2 separate regions of the Mus musculus genome follow, and region 2 is linked to region 1. Evidence: chromatin contacts called from public HiChIP or PLAC-seq data. All regions are on one chromosome and are shown on one strand. The core of a region is the stretch at or near the end of the contact, and the rest is flanking DNA. Distances in the headings are between cores, read along the strand shown.

Region 1 (6,658 bases), core at 2,678-5,177:
CATTAGATATTTGGAAGTGAATGCACATATATTTCAATGTTTATGAATATGCATATGCAAAGTGCCATATTTTAAGGTATAAAGAGTAAAAAAGTAATTTCTTTGGTCATTCAGATTGGGGAATTTGAGAGAATGAATTAACTCTCTATAAAAGAGAAGCTACAACCTAAAATGTTTGTGAGAAGGAGCCCTTTGTATTCTTCCCTGGAGTCAGGGTCTGTTTATTTCTTAGCAAAAGCCAGTCTCTAATGATAGGGGTGATTGTTTTCAGGACAGGTGAGACTTCTGAGTCTACTGGGTTCTATTAGCTAGGTGCCCTTCCCATGTTCCCCGCTTGGGGACCTGCCAGCTGAGTTCAGCATGCAGGCCTTCCATTCTGGGTGATGCTATCAAAATCAAAGAACACAGCTGGATGTTTGGAGTTCTCAGCTTGATGTCTGGAACCTGAATATTTGCAGGAGTGCAGCTGATGGCTGCTAAAAAAATAAATAAAATATAAATAAATAAATCAGCTTTTGATTTGTAAAACTCAGCCAATTTGATCTGAAAGACATTGATGGGGGGCGATAAATATAGAAGCCGGCAGTGGCATGTCATCTCAGGCTTTAGGCATTTGCTTTGCTTCTTTCTGACTCTCTTGAGACAGGAGTCAGTGTAGAGTGTTGCAACAGAAGAAAGACTGAATCGTTTTGGCACTGCATGCCCAGAATTATTTAAGGGAAGTCCACTTATTTGAGAGGTTGCTAAAGGGTTAGGATCTTGCTGATCTGGAGTGGGCATGCTCAGGAAGAGGCCCGCTTCTAGCAGTCTCACTGACTTCCACCTCACAGAAGTCTTAGACGCATGAAGGTTGGTACGTGAGCATCTGGGATATAGCTATCAGGAAAACTCATTGAGCAGTGTTTCCTATTTGGAGGATTATGGAACTCTGGCCCAGGAGCTTGAACCTGAAACAGCTTTGTGTGTGTGTGTGTGTGTGTGTGTGTGTGTGTGTGTGTACATGCTCTCCCTAGGGGCAATTCTACTCTTTACCAAAGGGCAACCTGATAGCAGCTGAAGATGTTAAAATTAATATCTGCACTGTCACTGTTGTGGTCCTTCACATCACAAGTAGTGATGGTATAGAACCAAATCTGCATCAACTCACACTTTCTCAAAGGAAAATAAAGCCCTCTAAATCTAGCTGTCAAAAGCAAGCACATAACGGCAGAGTTAAAGCATCGCAGTACGTGTGCTTCCTTAAACATTTTATGGAGACTGGGAAGTAAAGTAGCTTATCTACAAGCCTTTGAAGAATGCCCATGCACAGCAGACAATTATCCATTTTATTAAAGGGTATAGTCATTGCCTACCAACACCTGGTTTGAAAGATATGGAGTCTGGTAGGTCCTGTATGGAGGTAGTGGGTTGTGGCCGAGGTGGGAGTTAGGGGACACGGCTTTCCCTTTTGAAACAGCATTCTCAGAGGCAGAGCAGACTCTCTCATTTGTCAGTTCACATGCCAAGAAAACTCTTACAAAGGGCGGTTGTTTGGTAAGGCATGGAGTAAAGAAGAGCCTTGGTTTTAACTCTGTAATTGAGATAATTTAAGGGATACATTCAATGGGATTGTAAAAGAAAAGTGAGAAGATTTTATGAAAACTGGAGATGGAAATCCTGTGTCTGTATTTGCAACTGGTCCAGAAAGGATGCATACCGGCCCTGTGCAGAGGGTAGTAACTGGAGAAGTCGCATGGACATACACATAGAATGGCAGGAAGAGGAACATTTGAGCCAAGAAAGAAAGAGACATGATTGAAAACTTTGTCATCCATCATTAAAGATTTCACGTAGGAGAAAAAGGTGTGTGTGTGTGTGTGTGTATGTGTGTGTATGTTTTCAAACAGTTGCCCAAACCTAGCCATCAACACAAATACTTCATACCTAATTGTGTTACCTGGAGCATGTGCAGACCCCTTGCCTATCTGTTTGTGAATTCCTTTCAACTTTGTTATTAATTCCATTATACACTATACATTATACATAGGTAGGATTCTTCAACCACATGGAATCTCTAACAGGAAAAGGGTAGGGAAAACAACAGAAGCGCTTACTTATTTTCCCAGTATGCTTTGCTACTTTTGCTACTTTGTATGAGATCTACCTGTCCCGGTAAACACATCTGGAAACTGGATACAAAGTGACACAGTAAGAGAAGACATGTAGCATTGGTTTCTGCCTATAGCCAGGAGTTTAGGAAGTAGGTAAGCTTGAGAAAATTATCCAATCTTACCACTCTTTGTAGTAAAATGCAGATATTCTTTTACTGTTTATAGACTGGGTATGAGGATTATATGAGAAAATTTGGAGAAAACCCTAGAAGAATAATTGACACCCAGGAGGTCTTCAGGGTTAGAAAGGAAAAAAAAAAGCCACAGAAGTTTGGGGTAGGTACTCAATGGTGACATTTGATAAGACCCCAGCCCTCCTCTGCTTTCATCTTCTCTTGCCAGTTAATTCATACTTTGAATTCACACTGCTCCTCCAATGGAAATTCCTAGCCAAGATCGTGGTTTCCATGTCTGCAGTCCAACTTTGGAGCCTGCTGCACCCCAGGCTCATATCTGCAGGGAAATGCCCATCTGTTGTTCCCAAGACTTGACTGCCTAGACTCCCCACTTCCTCTTCTCATCTCCTTTCACAGCTCTGCCAACTCCCAGTTCTCCTGAGGTGAAGTGGAATCATATTATCTTATGTCTTCTACACCTTCAATCTAATTACCTTGGTGGAGGGGTCCCACCCTCACACTGACACTTCCTGTTGTGCTCTCTGCACCTCTTCATTAATGCTATTATCTTCATTTGGGCCTTCATTATTCTCTCTATCTAACTTCATAGGTAGGTCTGGCTTATTTGTTAATTCTATTATTGCCCAACTTAGGATTGCTTAAATATTGGCAATAGCAATAATCAGTTGCTATTTAAATTCATTCTCTGCTTGACATGACTGACATTATGCTATACAGAAGCTTCTCTTGGGCCCTCGCCTATGTCTCCAGGTTTGTTCCTTAGCATTTTCCTCAAATGCACCAGACACACCAGCCGCATTCTAAAAATACCAGGCAGTACATGGATCTGTGTGTCTGAATCTCCCTCTCTGTGTCTGGAATGTCTTATCTGCTTTGTCCACTTTAAACATCTACGCAGGCTTCACAGCTGTCTGGCACAGTGCTTGTGAGAACCCTGTTTTGACCCTCACACGTCCTCCCTTGTCTCCACTCAGTATATGCCTCTGTTTGTTTTGGTTCAGGGATAACACTGCCTTGTTGTGTACTACTTTTCAAGAGAATGGAATCTTTTATTTATTCTATACCTACAACAGAGTTAAGCACATTGAAGTCACTGAGTGACTGTAAAATCAAGTGAAATCGCTGACTGATTTAGATGGCTGACACAGCCATCATGAACGGTTTAAAACTGTCTTTTCTCATTTCTAAGAAAATGGCTGATATCTACCTCTTAAGATTTTTCTTTGTTTGTTTCTTTCTTTATGTTTGTAGGTGTGGACACATAGAAAAGACTTCTCAAAATACCCTCAGACAAAAATAATTTATTTCACACTTTGTATGGAGAAAAAAAAATCTAGACCTGGGTTTTGCTGTCTTCACAAATGCCCCTCCTTAAAGGTTCTTTGTTCATGTCCCTGTTTCCTCTGGCTATGAGGACACAGTGTGTCCTCATCAGAAGAGTCTATGAGAGCTGTCTTAAATCTGGTTAATTTTTTGTCTCTGAGTGGAATCGGCTTGGTGGTGATTCAGCTTTGTCTATTTGTAATTAGTAGGCAGTGATTGCGAGCAACGTAATTAGGCTCTTTACCTTCCTAGGACAGGCAGAGGGAAAGTGCTGCCATCAACAAGAAATGGGGCTCTGCAAAGGAAGGGGAACCTCTGTGTGGGGACACGGGACACGTGCCACATGGAGAGTAGCTCTGTGCAGGAAGGGGAAGCAGCATTGGAGGAGATGGTTCCAAGAAAGAGCTGATTGCCAGTGAAGGTGCTGAATTCAGCCAAGCAGGGTAATGCCATTCGAGAGCATCAGATTTAGCCCTCACCTCCTGTTCAAGATGTTTAGAGCCTAAGATGTCTTTCCTGGATCTAGGATGGTGCCTGCCACTGACAATGCTGCTCTCCCTATCTGCCGTCTATGGCTCCCTGTAAATCACATGAACATGCAATCCTCAAATCTTCACACCTGGTAACTCTTACTATCTCTTAATCCTAACTAATGAGAGGATGGGGCATTTCACTCAATCAGAATCCAGCGTTATTGCTCTCTGACATGAGAATTTTGGCCACTCTGACTGATGAAAAGTCATTTGTCAATGTTGTTTAACACTCAGCTTCAGGAGACCAATCACTGCATCTAAATTTTGACTGTGACCCTCTGCAGTACAGTGGGATAACAGAATGGAGTCAGTACCTGAAAGCATGGGGAAAAAGGAGGCAGAAAGGAGGGGAGGAGCATTAAGGGGAGATGAGAGTATGAGAGAGGCAGCTGATAAAATTGCATGTTAAGCATGTACAAGGTCTCTGCTAGCCCAAGCCAGACCAAAGCCCATCTCTGAGAGATGTGGGTATGAAGTTCTATCAATAGCTATTGGCAATTCTTAGCTAGTAAGAGAGGAATGGTCAGTTTTTTCTAAGAGCATAGCCTCTTAGAAGTTGGCCATGCTCCAGTGGGAGGCCACACATCCAAGAATATTGGGGTAGCACAAAGTGGCACGTGATGGACTGGAAAACAAGGATACACAGTTGAGTCAGAGCTGAAGAGGGAATGAATCTGGGAGGAGTTCAGGGAAAGAAAGAGAACATAATCCAAGCACCTTGTACAACATTCTCAGAGAGCAAATCAAAAAGTGCAAGTCAATCAAGAAAAGCAAGTGGTTGGTAAAGGCAGGTGTTCAGTTGCTTCGGCAGTACAGAGGCTTGCTTCTGTAACTCCTGTTTGCCGCTGGAAGCTTTACATCAATGCCACCCCCAGGAGAAATCTACCACAGTCATACACTGTCTGACATCCTCTAATGTGTTGAAGACCACAGCACAAGACTGAATCACCATTTTTCTACAAGTGACATATCTTCTAGAATAGGGCCAGCCAACGTCTTTTTTTTTTTTTTTATGTAAAGTACAGAAGAGTAACAATTTTAAGATCTGCAGACCATGTGGCCTCTGTGACAACTATTGAACACCACTGACAGGGCATCAGAGGAGACACAGAAACCACATGGTTGTGGTTGCCTCTTAACAAAGCTTTAATTGTAGACAATGACATTTAAATGTCAGGTCATTTTAACTTGTTATAAGATACAGTGTGTTGCATCCTAAGCCACCACTTGGGATTGGGTCCAAGGCCTCCTGAGGATATCCACATCTACAGAGGTTTAAGGGCCAAATGTAAAATGTATTTGCAGATAGTACTCTAATCACATATACCCTTCTGTAGGATTTAAATTATCTCTAAATTATCTACAAAGTCTCGCATACTACAAACCTACGCAAATATTTTGTCACACTATGTTATTTGGAGGGTAATGATAAGAAAGGGTGTTCTATAAATGTCTCATGCAGATGTAATAACTTTGGATGGTGGATAGCTAAGGAGATGAATACAAAAATCCATGGATATAGAGGAGAAACTCTATTCTCCTTTTTTGATTGATATTCAACAATTCAAAAATGAAAAAAAAAATAGCTATACAAAAGTGCCAGCAGGTTGGAGTTGGCCCATCAGCAGTGGTTCACTGACCTTTACTCTAAGCGTCAGTCGCCTGCTTCCATCAGTTTTATAGTTCATGGCTCAGCTAACCCTCCCTTTGTCTTAAGTCCACACTCTCCCTCTCCTTTCCCAGGACTCCCATTGTACACTCTGGATGCTGGTATACATGGTCATTAGCTCCTTTATGCCCTTGTATTCTTGGAGAGATACCAGCCTGGCCCTGTCATGAGGATTTGAGAATCTGTATGGCCCTACAGACCTTCAAGCTGAAGCTACCAATTTTCAAATAACATACATGCTTTATAGTCACTTGGTGTCTTTGATTCCTAACAAAAGTTGTAGACTGAATCTTTTTCAAAGCTGTGACTTTGCGGCTCTTGTCATCTTAATAATTACGCGTGTCTCTTCTTCACATTTCTATGTTGACCTGGCAATTTCTCCTCATTTGTGGAACATCTTTATCCTGGCTTAGAGTTCCTATCACCAGTCCCACTTCTACATTATTCTCAGAGACCTGCTGTCCAGAAATACAATTGATCAAAACCTGACTCCCTTATTCACGACTCTTCATGACACTTTCCTCTGATCTCTTCTGTGACCTATTTCACATTTTAAACCCAGAACTTGCCTGGAACTTTATTACCTGCGAAGTCACAAATCTGAACATCTCACTGTATCCACAACATTCTGTCTTTCTACAACATTTGGTACATAACTGGATACAACAACAATTATTCTTTCATCTTGGGTCTCAAATCCACTGATCCAGCCTGTTCATCCTTTCTTCTCCCTTTACTGCCTTGTGATAAACCTTCGACTTCTTGACCTATCTTGTAATTCCTCATGCAGAAAAGCCCTTACCACTTACTTCTATTTCTATCTTATATTATTAGTGTAAATAACTT
Region 2 (6,658 bases), core at 2,735-5,234, 390 kb after region 1:
TAGGGAAGATTAACTGTAATAGTTCATAGTACTATAGAGGCTGGTCAATAAGTGATAATACTACTCAACTTACTAACATCATCATTAGTTAACCTCCTGCTAGACCCAGTTCAAAAATTCCTAGCTATTCCACCTTCATCAAATAATTTTTTTTTCCTGCGAGAGGAGAGGTTAGACTAGGGATCCATCAGGAATTCCGAACAAAGCAAGCACGTTAACAGTAAAGCCATCTCCTCATTTAACAGTAAAATTCTCCAAGAGAGGCTAATTCTTCATGCCAATGCCTCCGTTTTCTCATCTGTAAAATGTGATAATAGTAGCAACTTCATAATGATTATTATTAGAATTCACTTATAATGTTAGGAGGTTGAATGACAGATAGGATATTATATAAAGCACTTTAGTATTCCCTAATACAAGGCGACTTCTCAACAACACTGGGATATTTAGTTTAAAATTCTGTGTCATGTGATCTCACCAAGATGGAAAGTTTAGAAAGGCCTGCAACTCTGTACAGATTGCCAGTGCGGTTGTTTCCTAGTATCTCCAGAAAGATCACTAGAGATAATTAGATAAACTTTTAAAGTTTCTACAAAGTAGAATTTGTTGCTGAGACATTTATTCTCTTTAAGGACTACAAAAGACCTCCAGGATAATACTGATGAGAACAAAGCCAAATAAAAAGTAACCAGCGCAGAAAGCCCTCTGCTGGTCATGAGGGGAACTGCAGTCTTGCTGCAGGGTGGCCTTCCATGTGAGCAGAGGACTTCAGCCCCTATTTCTTGATCAGAAAGAAGACCCTGGATCATCTCATCCCTCAGTTTTAGGGTTCCATCCACTGAGACGTCCACCCTCCTGAAAGTCGCAAAGATATTCGGTCTTTTGGCCTGACACAGCATAGCTTAGATGGTGACCATCCTGATGTATATATAGGGAAGCAGCCTCACCCATATCCTCATAGTGTTGTTTGTGTTCAAACAAGACCACTGTGTGAACTGTCTGCGAAACTGTAAACAAACGCTGGTGTCTGAAAGAGACTACGGCAAGAGCAAAGCAGTCAATACATAATAATGCCCTGTTAGAAACAAGTCCAGGGCCCTGGCACCTGCTGGATACAGTCACTCTCAAAAGGCCATATCCTCCTGAACTATGGGACTACTGCTGTCCTGGGGTGACATTTTGGTCACTCCAATCCCCTTGCTTCCCTTAGAATGTGAGAGTCACTGTGGAGGTCTATTGATAGCTTCAGATCTCTAGGTCACTGACCAACTTCTTTTCTCTTTTGTCACTGTTCTGTGTGTGGATAGGTGTCTATGTGTATCTAAAACAATCCACCATAGATAGTGTCTCTATTTTGTCCCTGGAGGTCTGCTCCCTGTAGCCAAGGATTAGGGTCAGAGGGGGCATCTACAGAACACTAAATTTTCTTGACTATATTGTTTAGAGGTTTGTCTTTGTTTTGAAGAAGTCTGGAACCGATGCATATTTAAAACCAGATAGTTCATCTTAATCTAAAGTAGTCCCTACAAAGTTCATTCATGTGACAATAAGTAACCAGGAGTTCCTTGGAGTCATAAGAGTTAGGTCCTCAAAGACAAAGGATTTGGGGATGTTTGCAGCCCCTTGTGTGGTTTCTTTAAATCACGTGTATTTTTTGAAAATGTCCTCACAACTCAACTCTGTAATATCAGCACTCACTCCCCAAGATCGTCTGTCCTGTGGGTACCCTGTGCACAGTCCACAGGTACTCCAAGCTCATCACTGATGGAACCAGGACATTTGGCACCAAGGCCAAGGTTCATTTCCCAAGAATCTCCACGTTAGAGGATGAAAATAGTTTCCTGTTGCCTGCAGTCAGTACCATTGGCCAGTTTTTAAAACTTTATTAAAAAGGACACACTAAGTCAAGGAGAGGTACGGAGAGTTGCTTGCTCCCTTAAAAATTCCAGAGATGAGAATTTCCCATTACAATCATCCGGCGTGTAGCCCTCCTGTGAGTGGTGTGGTTTTATCAACTGGAAATGGAGTCAGTGCTTCAGTAGCAATATCGCGAGGGAGACAGTCTTGCCCCACTTAGCACAAAATGTAGCTAAGATTCTTCTCCTCCTCCTCCCCAGAGCTTGCAACCCTCAACCCCAGAACCGACCCAACACAACACTAAAGCTTAGGGTTTGCTGAGTGCCAAGTTTTGTACATGCTGCTTTGGTGAGCATGCATAACAATCAGAGCACGGTCCACTCGTGTAGAAGGCATTCTCCACAGACAAATCACAGTCCATGGTACCAGTGTCCAAAAGCCACATTCAGACAGGAAATCACATCTGCCTCTGCCCACCGTATCATGGAACAGACAACCCAGGAAAAAAACGTTAGTAAAATCCAGGCTCAGGAAAAGAGGTTTTTTTTTTTTGCAGAGTCCAGACCCTGTGGCAACTCTCAATGGCACGGGTAGTGCGAGGGCATCCACACCAAGCCAGATCCCTGCTTTGGGACTCATTAACTTCAGCAGGGAGATCATCCATGCTGAGTCTCAGCCAAGCCCCAGGTCACCATAGCTGTCAGGCTCGGGAAAAGGCAGTAGCAGGACCATTGGCTTCAAAATAAGACAGCTATCCCTCACCTTTAACAAACCCTTGGGTCAAAGGAGCCAGGTTTGGAAAGCACAGCTCTCCCCTAGCATTACCCTGAGGTTGCCACATTCCTTGGTAGAGCAGTTAGCTCATCCAGGAATTGTGCAGCGCAGCAAGCTAGGGATCTCTCCACTAGCCCTGGCTTGCTCCAGAGCACACACCCGCACCCCTGCCCCTTTGCCCCAGCCGAAACAAATCATCATTTAGTAGAGTGGCAGTTCCCTACCTGAGGGTGGCGCTCTCCCCCTGCCTGACCGTCACGTTGTCCATAGCTTTGGGAAAGGTGGCATCTCCGCTACGCACCGGCACTCCTGTGGGTACAAGGAATAGCAGCCTGAGAGACACGACCACGAGGCACTTCCAGGGCAGGAACAGGTACCCACAGACCCCCATTCTCGACAGCCACAACTTCCCAGAACTCCGGTAGTGGCACGCACACGCCCCCCGGGCGAGCACAGGAAGTGGGTGGGGTGGGGAGTGAGCGCGGGGACCCAGCGATGAACTAGCGGCGACCGCGCGATGCACTGGGAGGAGAAAAGCGCGCAGACTCCTCCAAGTCTAATATTCCTCCCCTAAATCCAGCCTCAGCTCGCAGCCTCCGAGAACCAGTTTCCACACACATCCGAGGCGGACTTTCTCCGTGCTGCCTGTAGCCAGGAAGGTGGCCAGGAAGGAGAAGCGCAAGGCAGGCAAGCAGGCGCACAGGTGCGGGTCTCAGAAGCTGCCTCTTCCCCGTAGCAGTTCAGGCATGGCACTTTGGACAGGAGTAAGCACTTTGGTATCCAACGGGGTTGTGGCTGGGTTGAATCCAGCTACCCAGATGTGGTCTACGATTCCTCAGTCGAACGAGAGGAAATCCAGCACTTTCTTAAGTTTCAGAGCAAGGCTCGGCGCCAGAAACAATCTGGAACAATAGCAGATGGAAAGTAGAGCACGCAAGAGGCGGCACGGAGGGAGCAAGGAGGCGCCTGCTAAGCCGGCTTCCTGCAATCCGGACTCGGGAATCCTGCCGCAGAGCCACGGTCAACTTGCTCAGAGCCCAGATTCGCGCTGCAGCTTGGGCTGTCTCTGCAGCGCAGCAGCAAGGTTGGAGCGGCGCGGCAGGGGCGGACCGCAGCGGTCCCTAGCCCGCTCTCTGGCTCGCTGCAGAAGACGAAGCGCAGTCGGCACCACCGGAGCCGCGGACGCCACGCTCAGCGGCCGCCCCCGGCCTCCGCGCTGCCTTCCTCCCGGGAGCAGCCCCGACGCGCGCGGGCCCCGACCGCCGGGGTTGTCATGGCAGCAGCTCCATCCCTGACCGCCACTTTCTCTCCTTGCCGACTCCAAGCGATCCGGCTGGCGGGAGGCACGGACTGTGCGCTCATCCTGGCGGGTGCGGGGCGCGGGCGCCCACCTTAACCCCCGCCGCGCCGGGCCAGGGCAGGGCGGTGTACCACCTCTGGCCACCGTTTTAACCATTTCCGGATTTGAAGAGCTAGCTCTTCGCAATTAAGAAGACAAAGTTACTGTGAGGTCTTAATAACCCTAGACATCTTAATAAGGGTCACAAACTAACTAGGAAGAGAAGAGCCTGCAGCATGCATATGTGCACCTTTAAAATGGTCAAATTAATTCTATCAGCATTGAGAGTACATTTACAACGTTAGGAAGATGCTTTAAATAATCTCATTTTTATTCAATGTTACACCACCCTTTGCACTACACCCACCCTCTTAAAACCCCGCAGACTCAACACAGCCATTCTAAGAGATAGTCCACGTAAAATATAAATGTGGAAATTCCAGAAGGACCTTGGTTGATGGAGTGAGCAAAATCCCTTTAAAATGTTGGTCAAGTTCAACACAGCCTTTTTTCAATTCCCCAACCTCACCCCAGACACTGAGAATGCTAACTGGGTAAAAGGTACACAGGCATGGGCCAGTGTAAGCCACAGCCTTGTTTATAAAGAAGATTCTCTGGGTTCTGGGTTCACACTCTGGCGTACCTGATTTCATCTCCAAGAGGCGTGGCTTTCTTTAAATCTTTGAAGCCCAAAGAAAGACTGGATATGCCTGAGCTTCTGTGACTTCTCTCTGTCTGCTGCTGGTTCCTCTGTGCCTACATCATGTTTCTCCCTTCACACTAACTCTGATGGACCATGCCTGGTCCCTGTACAGGGAACAGGGTAGATCCGTTAGAACAGTGTGGGTAACGCCAATAGGCTCCCTTCCCTGGAATTTCCAGTCCTGAGCTCCCAATACTGTCCTGAATTGTTACTGGGAAAGGAATGGGGGTACACTGGTTCTGTTTATTTCCCTAGACTTTCTCTTGCATTCAGTTGGGGCACTATTTTTTTTAAAAAGTCTATGAAATAAAAGTGGGTGGGGGGGAGTGCTTCCCCAAAGCCATCCAACACCAGATACGAAGAAAACATTACTACAGAACCATTATTAACCTCAGAGGTGCTGGTACCAATGAACATTGACGCTATGGAGTCACACCAGCCGTTTCCATGTAGATAGTATGTAAGGATCCACACGTGCACCTGTCCCACAATCTCCCCCTCACACTACTACAGTGGAGGGGTGGGTAGAGGTCAGCTGTGGAATGTGTTAACCAAACTCAAAAATGGCAAAAGAAGATGAGTAAGCTAGCTTTTCTAGCTTTGTAGTTGCCCAGACACTTCTGGGCTGTGAAGTATTGAGCAGCTTTACACTGGAGGTAGCAGAGTACTTGACATCAATTCATTACCAATTCCCTATTGTCTCCTCTAGTGACTTCTTCTGATATTAAAGTCTCAGGGAACTCATTCACTATTTTGACCATACCTTTTGACGTATGGTGCCCCAAAATGCTGACTGTTGACTTATGACAGCAACAAATGGCTTTTTTTCCAAAGCCTATTTTGTCTCATTCTCCAGTGGGAAAATATGAAAATGTGAAATTAAACTGTTTGGTTCTGTCAAGAGTTTCATGAGCAGGGGCAGAAAGTGTGAGTTTCTCTTTGCTGATGAATAGGCTTCTGGGTTCAAGGCTCTTCCCTTAAATCCAGCGCATTACTAATAATCCACTAACTATCCTCCTAGGGTCCCATCACAAGCCCTCTTCCTAGATGCCACACGCATGGAAACAAACTCCTTTTGGGCTTTGGAGCCATCTCCCTCCAGACCCAGGCCTGAGAATGAATGGAGCTGACTCCTTTCATGACAAATTCTAATTCGGTCTCTTGCATCTAATTCCAAATAGGTGCAAATGAGCATTAGGTTTTGCATCTACAAATGGGGATAATGACAACCAACAGGCTGTCCCAAGGGACCTACATACATGATTAACTCTACAGGAAAAATACTTAGAAAACCATTTAGGGTGGAAGAGCCTTTATTAATACATTTTTTTTCTGTTTCTGCTTTGTTATTATGGCTAGACAGAAAAAATAATCCTCACGGGCTCCTTGAGACATGAATGCATTTCTTCTTAGACAGGCAGAATGTTTTTGTCTCAGACCATGAGGAACAGTGCGAACCTTCAGCTTCCCAGTGGCTGTCCACAGAAAGCCCCACAGTGCTCAGGTCTCTCTAGGAGTACAAAGAAAAGCCACTCACAACCTCTGCTCCATGGGCCTAGGGAATCCAAGTTCCACTCACAAATAAAAGTCAAGAAAGTGGCCTAAGGTCAGAGATTCCCACCTAATTAACAAGACAGATCGGCTTTATTCAAACTTGCTATAGACGTGCTTTAAAAAGACGAAGATCAAAATCGCATGTCAATTGCCTTCCCATCCCCTAATCCCTAAATATAACCAGCACTTAGTGGCTTATCTTATATCCTGTCTCTAGCTTCATAAAAACTGCTGGATTTATTTTATTTTTCCCAGCATATCTGAGTTAATGAAAAAGGGATGACAGTCAGAGCAATTTCATTATTTGTGTTCTTTATAGAAACAACTTCCTCTCTGCCTCCTGGAAAGCAGACTCCTAAGGAGCGCCACCTCCACCTTCATTTCCCCTCCCATCCCCTCTCCTTCCTCCCGTCTTTCTCACATACACATAT

What was found. HiChIP or PLAC-seq counts read pairs in DNA pulled down with a chosen protein or histone mark.
Region 2: an H3K27ac HiChIP or PLAC-seq map of SST interneurons shows a contact between it and region 1, with 2.4 times the contacts expected there. The contact joins the promoter of Ntm here to the enhancer-like site in region 1. A contact is called at or near these places in 3 of 484 Hi-C or Micro-C datasets (cerebellum and cerebral cortex), 2 of 115 datasets of contacts at active chromatin or transcription factors (SST interneurons and embryonic forebrain) and 1 of 9 other capture datasets (adipose tissue).

What each region holds. Positions count from the first base shown.
Region 1 is chr9:29,022,669-29,029,326 of GRCm38.p6, forward strand. All of the region lies in intron 3 of Ntm (neurotrimin), which reads right to left. Among named protein-coding and RNA genes, the nearest start is that of Gm15520, 9.5 kb to the right of the region's middle. Within about 2 kb of position 3,928, at least 11 of the 459 cell types and tissues checked have an H3K27ac peak or open chromatin away from gene starts, as enhancers often do. A contact at or near this core is called in SST interneurons, where this site is marked.
Region 2 is chr9:29,408,701-29,415,358 of GRCm38.p6, forward strand. It overlaps Ntm (neurotrimin), which reads right to left and starts at 3,985. Exons shown (of 7, transcript NM_001357602.1): 1 at 2,856-3,985. The coding sequence starts at 3,022.